Linked DNA regions of Mus musculus: region 1 is linked to region 2. A link is a contact called in public HiCAR-type data. All regions are on one chromosome and are shown on one strand. Each heading gives the region's core, a stretch centred on a gene start, on an enhancer-like site or on the middle of the called end of the contact. The rest is flanking DNA. Distances are from core to core; before and after follow the strand shown. Region 1 overlaps Sgk1 (serum/glucocorticoid regulated kinase 1). Region 2 has its middle 9.6 kb from the start of Gm5420.

Region 1 (3,391 bases), core at 823-3,322, 240 kb after region 2:
ATCTTATTTTCTAATCCCCCAAACAAACAGCACACTCTGACCCTTACAGATAGTCATCGCAGCGACTTCCTTTTCTCTCTCCTTTTCCTCCTCCACCTTCTCCCCCCTTCCTCTTCTTCATTTCCTCTGCTCAAGACAGGCTAATTCCAAAGAAAGGATCAGTCCTACAATTTTAAGAAATAATAAGAACTTTATCTTCATTTCAAAATCCTCATATTAACGAGTCCCTGAGCTCTGCCTGTCACCGATCAGTGGGTGGTATTTTAGTGGGGTCAGAAGGGGACTTTAAATTACTGAGTTCAAGGCTGAGACTTGTGTGGTGTGTAACACACACAACACACTGATTCTGGGGGTGGGGCTTCCTGTGAGTTCCAACATGGAGGATGGTACAGACATGTCTCCCTCCCTTTCCACTCTCTTCCTCCTGGGCCCTCACCAGCCATCCCCCAGACCAGGCCTGGAGAAATGCAAGGTTAGACCTTGGGAATCTAGAACAGGATGCATGGGAAGGGACTGGGAAATCCCAAAGGCACCGAAAGCTGGGGAATTCCAGAGGCCACTCAGTCTTCTCGGGGTGCCTCTTCAGGACAGGCTATATAAGGGACGAAACTAAATGTGTGTATATCGTACCTCAATAGGGGATCTTAGCAAAGCTTGTGGACATCCATAAACTAACATAATTATCATTTAAAACAACAGAGTGCTTGCTATTTGATTTGTAAGTCCATATTGCTTATGCCTTAAAAGAATCCAAGCAGTGAATCTTATCCTCACAGTCCACAGACATAGAAGAAATAGAAAAAGCAAATCGTGTGGTTTCATATACACAATAAAGATGTTCAGAGGGAAAAAAAAAGTTGTGTGATTGGCAGCTATAGCTGAGGTAAGGAGAATAAGTTCATGTTACTGCATTGTCAGAGTTTTGGAGACTGTGGAATAGCTCTCTGGGCACCAACGTGAGAGGCCATATATTCCCTGTAACCTGTCTGCCATCAGGTACCCAGTCTGCAAGTACTTGGTGGTGGGGGTGGGGGTGGCGGTGTGAGCAGGGTCTTCCTTTTATAATTGCTTGAATGTTTTCACTAGAAAACTGGTTTATATCAGGATTTAAAGGCTTTTTTAAAATGTATTTATTTTTAATTCTTTGCTTTGTTTTGTTGTTGGGGATTGAGGTATTGGATTGGGTTTGTTTTGTTTAATACAAGCTCTTGCTGGGTCGCCCAGGCTGCCCTGGCACTCAGCCAGGGCGTCCTTACACTCCTTCCAATCCTCCTGCCTTAACCTCTGAAGGGCTGGGCTCTCAGGCACTACCCAACTTGGGAGAATTGGAAGTTACAATGGCAGTATATAAGCAGTAGGTTTTCCATGATGAATGGTGCCTCTCTGAAATCACAGTTGCTCTATGTCTGGTTCCCATGGCTTTTGAGAAAGAGGCAACTCTCCCTCCCGAAATCCAGACAGGCTCTGCCGGCTGGGATCACACAGAAGTGCCGACTAGCTATCAATTTTCCGCATCAGTTGATAATATCATTATCAACTAAGCCATCTTATATGAAGAGTAATATCTGTTTACTATTACATAATAGGAAAAAGAACCACAAGTGGAAAATCCCTAAAAGCTGGCCAATCTCCTTAATCGTATCTGGCAGCTCTCCGAGGGGACTGTGGTTTCTGGATAGCTTTTTTTTTTTCTCCCTTCAAATAAATTAATAAAAACCAAGGCAGACTAGATTTAGCAAAGAATTACACTTAGTGTTTTACCTAGGTACTGCCCAGAAATCTAGCTATGGTCTTAAGCTTTGACTCCAGGCTCCCAAGATAGCTGCTTCCGAACTCCGGTTTAATTTGGAACTAGACCCCTCCAGGCTCCCGTCTACGGAACTCTTGCTTTGTTTTAGACGGACATATCCTCCAGTCTGCGTTTGTTTACAATGCTCTTCACAACCATGGCGCAGCCATGAAGAAAAACGAGGCCCAGGTGGCCACACAACCAGGGCTGCTTCTGTATCCGGCCATTCACATCTCGAAGAGTCTTGCAGCTGTCTCCAGCTCAGAGCCATTGTGGCTGGTCTCTGAGGATTCCCAAAGCCACTCACAACCCTCCCTCCACCCAAGCAATTCAGCTCCCGCTGCCCCCAGGAGCGCAAGGGGCGGGCTGTAGCTTGAATTCCCTAGGGGCCTGATGGAGAAGCTCTCAGCTCAGCAGTTTTAAAGGGCACCTTGCCCAGGCTGCAGGGCTGGAGAGGGAGTCTATGACTGTATTCACATCTCACACCCCAGCCACTCTCCAGGGATTTCTGAGGCTAAAGTAAATACCATAAACTCTGTCCTTAATTAAGGCCCCATAGCTACGAAGCTAGCGAAAATCGAAAATCGTCAGCAAGGAACAGGAGAGAACATACTGAAGTCAGAGTGAAGACTAAACCAAGAAAAAGCATGCAGCCGTTTCCATTCCTGCTAGAAAATGTCGCTTTTGTGATGTTTTTCTCTAATACCCCTGAACAAATAGATTACTTCCTTCCCTAGCTACACTCTCTGCAGAGAGGCGACCATATTCTCATTAAGGTCTGGAATGGGTTGATTTGTCAAAAGTCTTGGCGTCCGAGACCCATCCTCACTGTGCCCACAGCAGACTGATTTAAAACAGCAGACACGTCTGCTCTTGGCACATGCGCAAATCGTAGATTTCTCTTAGCTTCAGAGAAAGATGCGCAATGGATTCAAAGAATCAACACTGGGCAGATAGAGGACATACAATTCCCAAATAAATCCGTAACAGCCATCGAGGACACACACTTTCCAAATAAATCCGCAACAGCCATTGTTTTCTTTTGCTTTTCTGGCAGCTGTGGTTGGCTCTCCATCTCAAGCTTCCGTGTTCGCTGCCTGGCTTTCCCCACCCTCCACCCTCCCAAAATGCAGACCTGGGGACTCGCCCACTCATGTGACACCTTGTAGCCACAGTTCCACCTTTACTGCCCAGCACTGGCCTCAGGTTGGTGGAAACAGGGGCCTTCAACCCTGGAAGAACCCTGCTTCATGTCCTGTCTTATATATTAACACCTCAAATTATAATTCAGTGTCTCTTGTGAGACTATGCCGGGGCCTAGCAAACACAGATGTGGATGCTCATAGTCAGCTAATGGATGGATCATAGGGCTCCCAATGGAGGAGCTAGAGAAAGTACCCAAGGAGCTAAAGGGATCTGCAAACTTATAGGTGGAACAACATTATGAACTAACCAGTACCCCGGAGCTCTTGTCTCTAGCTGCATATGTATCAAAAGATGGCCTAGTAGCCCATCACTGGAAAAATAGGCCCATTGGTCATGTAAACTTTATATGCCCCAGTACAGGGGTACGCCAGGGCCAAAAAGTGGGAGTGGGTGGGT
Region 2 (3,796 bases), core at 369-2,868:
GCAGTAACAGAGCTCCGGTTGTGTCTTATAAGAATGGCTCATTGTTTCTTGGGGACTACTGGCTCCTTTGGGTGGGATCTGATGGCATCTCTGGAGTTGGAGGTGGTAGGTGGTACCGGGAGACCAGCCAGCTACAGGCCCCACCTTGTCGGCTCCCTGGAAGCCACTTGGCATGGCTTTCCAGTGGTGGATGCTACATCACTTAAAATTTAAACACGATCTGTTTGCTTACTAGTGTCTTCAGCTATACAAGCCAGGGAAATAGAAGTGATATCCAGGGTAAATTTGTTGGCAGAAAGTGTTTTGTTTTGTTTTTTTTCTACCGCCCCTCCAGCTGTTTGATTATTGACAAAACTGAGAAGCCTCAGAAAGTGTTTTGAAAATAGAAATGTAAGGATTGAAATCCGTATCTGGAGGGTTTAGATGCCTATTTGTGAGTATTTTTAGCTTGCATGACATAACCTCAAAAATGCATATTTGTCCAGTGAGGATGAACTCCCAGTTTTAAACCACCACAATTATAATGAAGAATATAAATTGATAACATTGGGCTAGTTAAAGTGGGCCAATCTTAGATACCGTCTCCTTTTTCTCAGAAAGTTTTTGGTTGTCTATCAGTAAAGAAACCATGATGGTTACGTGGCTGGCTACGTGGAGGACAGGATTTATTCTCTTCCTTTTCTTCTCCCTGTTCCTCGAGGCCTGCCGACACTTGTGATACATGAGAATCCTAGCATTGTCAGTAACAGCACATGGTAAGGAGTAAGGGTAACAACCATGACTTCTCCACAAAAGGAAAGGTCACTTGTCTGCCTGTAACTTTGTCCAGGTTTACAGGATAACAATATCACCAAACACCTTCTTTGTTCTGAACATCCTTACTGAAATTTCCACATATTGACATTAGCTATGAATATATTTATCTCCCCTTAGTGAGCTATGGGCAATTCAAGAAGGAGAATCCTATTTCCATTCATCTTTCTATTTCCAGTGTCTAGAAAATATCATATCCCTAATGATTGGCTGGGTGGTTGGATGCCTGTGCTATAGCATCTAACATAGTAACCAGTGGGGATTCATGTATCTAGTGACTGGGTGGGTGGTTGAATGTCTGTGTTATATCGTCTAACATAGTAACCAGAAGGAATTTGACTCAGGCTCTCTATGTCCTCCTTGGCATAACTGCACATGTAAATCAGTGATGCTTGTATTGGTCTACCCTTAGATGCACAGAATCCAGAGATTTTTCAATATCACATTGTTTTGCTCCTTTGGTTACAGCTGAGATGAGGTACAATGAGAATCGCATATATAGTCACGTATCTAGGAAATATGCCACAGCTCTCTGTTAAAACTCTAGATCTTTGATTGGCAATCAAATGCTCCTTGCATTATGTTGCCTTCTTTGATTCTCCTTGTTGGAGACCCTGAGGAACAGGGCACCCTGAGGAACAATCTCTCTACTGGCTGATCTGGGCAGTGGGCGATCAATCCAGGCCAGAGAGAAACCAGTGAAAAGACAGGCTTGGGGCTTCAGCATTCACATGCTCGTGCTGTAAAGAAAACTAACAAGAATGCTATTCAGGCTGGAGCCATTCAGTGTCTCCCTCAGATATCCCACTCAGAACTTACTGGCTGAAGGCTGGGTTGCCTAGGTAACCTCTGGAGACAGCCATGCCTAGCTCTACTCCACTGGCGAGGGTTTCTGTTTGATGTGGAAAAATCAGGTCTTCAGAAGCCTTATCCAGAGAAGCATATTCCTGTCTACTTACCAGTGAGGCTGATCTAACGATTGCATCTCCAGATCTTCCTGCTACAAGGAAATGTTCCAAACATATCCCTTCTGATAACCTGGTTGCTTCTTAGAAATCAGTTTACATCAACATTTGAGTTGTACAACCTAAGTAAATACTGTTTATACTATATTGATCAAACTTCAATAAAGCTTTGCTCTATAAAGACTGTATGTCAAGGCTGAAGAGATTGCTTAGTGGGTAAGAACACTAGCAGCTCTTCCAGAGAACCCAGCACCTATATGGTTGCTTACAACTATGTTATTCTAGTCCCAGGGAATCCAATTCCCTCTTCTGGCTCCTGAAGATCTCAAACATAAAATTACTATGCATGCATATATGAATGACAATAATAATTAAAAGTAATGAATTTAGGAAGGAATAAGGTAAAGAGAGTTGAAGGGAAAGAATGTGGTAAGGGTTAGAGGGAAGAAGGAAGGGAAGAAATGATGTAAAAATATATAATTTTAAAATTAAAAATGATCATGTTTAAATAAAGGAAGCAAAAAATGGTAAATATATGTACATGCATTGTATATGTATATGTATGTGTATGTGTATGTGTATGTGTATGTGTATGTGTATGTGTATGTGTATATGTATATAAGTGTGTGTGTGTGTGTGTGTGTGTGTGTGTGTGTGTGTGTATGCATGCCTATCATGTAGGGCCAGGAATTTAACCTTCCAAAATTATGGGGTATAGTGAACCACCTCTGTGAGGCTATTATCTTCACATATGATGTTGGAAATTAAAGTCTATGAGCATATTTTATGTAAAAGAAAAATGAATATAAAGAAGGAAAGATGGACTGGACATCAGATACAGTTGGAACTCATAAAGGCAAACAATTTTTTTTGTCATTTCTTCTTAATGATTTTTATATTGACTATATGGTGTTCTATAGGAGAAGGACCCTACACACACACACACACACACACACACACACACACACACCACACACACACACACACACACTCAGACCTGGCTGGAGAGTTCTATAAGCTTACAGAGGACCATCCAGAGGATGGTAGGTTGTTGCAGGCCTATCTGCTACCTCATGCAAGAAATGGCCAAGCAGTGAAAGGGCAGCATTCAGAGCTCTAAAATAACTGCAGCTTGCTTCTGCCTCCAGCTCTTGCCCAAGATTCACACTTGTGGCCCCACCTACCCAAAATACAAAGGAAAGGGAGTCCTAGGAGACAGAATTCAGCCTAGTCATGTCTGCTCACTAAACAGCCGTACCTTCCAGTCTGAACTCTCCTACCCCTCCTGTGTCACATTCAGTTTCCACGTTAAGGTTGTGCACTGTCCCCTCCCACCATGATGTATCTCCCAAGTACAACCAAAATCACACTTACCTTTCCTCCAGAAGAAACTCTAAGGCTCTTTTTCTTGACTTTGGAAGATGTTACCCTGTTGCCCAGGTGGCATGCACATCCCCTTTGGTACTCTATCCTATACATATTAAGTTACTACTCATCACATGGCAAGGAGATGTGAGAGAAGACATACAAAGGTAACAGATGAGACATTTATACTTGTATAATTACATATACATAGATAACCGTAACAAAATGAAATAGAAAGGCCCATAATTATTACTTATGTCTGCATGATCACATGGCCACAGATGAACAGTTATAGTCACCTTTTCCCATCTCCCTCCCTCTGATTGCCTGAGTTGGTTGTGGATTCTTGTTTAATGGTGTGGACCGAATCTTTTTTTCTCAAAGGCTCGGGGTCATTAGCAGTTCTGCTAATTGAGTAAGTGGTTTCCCATTGCCTTTAATTACAGTTAAGAGAAGACTGGGAGCAACCTCTAAGATCTTTAGCTCTTTCGCACATGCATGCCTTTGCTCTCTCATGCAGAAACAGTTTCCTTACAAATCAATTCCTTTTCGTCTGTGGGTTAGATGTCATGAGTCAAGAAGCTGGGCGGCAGTCTACTTCAATCAACTCATAGCATGGTTTGAATTGAAGCCTTCCTCTTTCTGAAACTAGT

Evidence for each region. HiCAR-type assays count read pairs that join an accessible place to other places.
Region 1: a contact with region 2 is called in a HiCAR-type map of astrocytes, with 2.9 times the contacts expected there. The contact joins two enhancer-like sites. A contact is called at or near these places in 8 of 39 promoter capture datasets (the C10 cell line, the HPC-7 cell line, cranial neural crest and 4 more), 1 of 484 Hi-C or Micro-C datasets (nephron progenitors), 3 of 115 datasets of contacts at active chromatin or transcription factors (astrocytes, cardiomyocytes and pancreatic cancer cells) and 1 of 9 other capture datasets (adipose tissue).

Annotation. Positions count from the first base shown.
Region 1 is chr10:21,921,614-21,925,004 of GRCm38.p6, forward strand. The region is part of intron 1 of Sgk1 (serum/glucocorticoid regulated kinase 1); the gene reads left to right. Among named protein-coding and RNA genes, the nearest start is that of Gm46215, 41 kb to the left of the region's middle. Within about 2 kb of position 2,073, at least 126 of the 459 cell types and tissues checked have an H3K27ac peak or open chromatin away from gene starts, as enhancers often do. A contact at or near this core is called in astrocytes and neural stem cells, where this site is marked.
Region 2 is chr10:21,679,358-21,683,153 of GRCm38.p6, forward strand. No RefSeq gene overlaps it. Among named protein-coding and RNA genes, the nearest start is that of Gm5420, 9.6 kb to the right of the region's middle. Within about 2 kb of position 1,619, at least 46 of the 459 cell types and tissues checked have an H3K27ac peak or open chromatin away from gene starts, as enhancers often do. A contact at or near this core is called in astrocytes and neural stem cells, where this site is marked.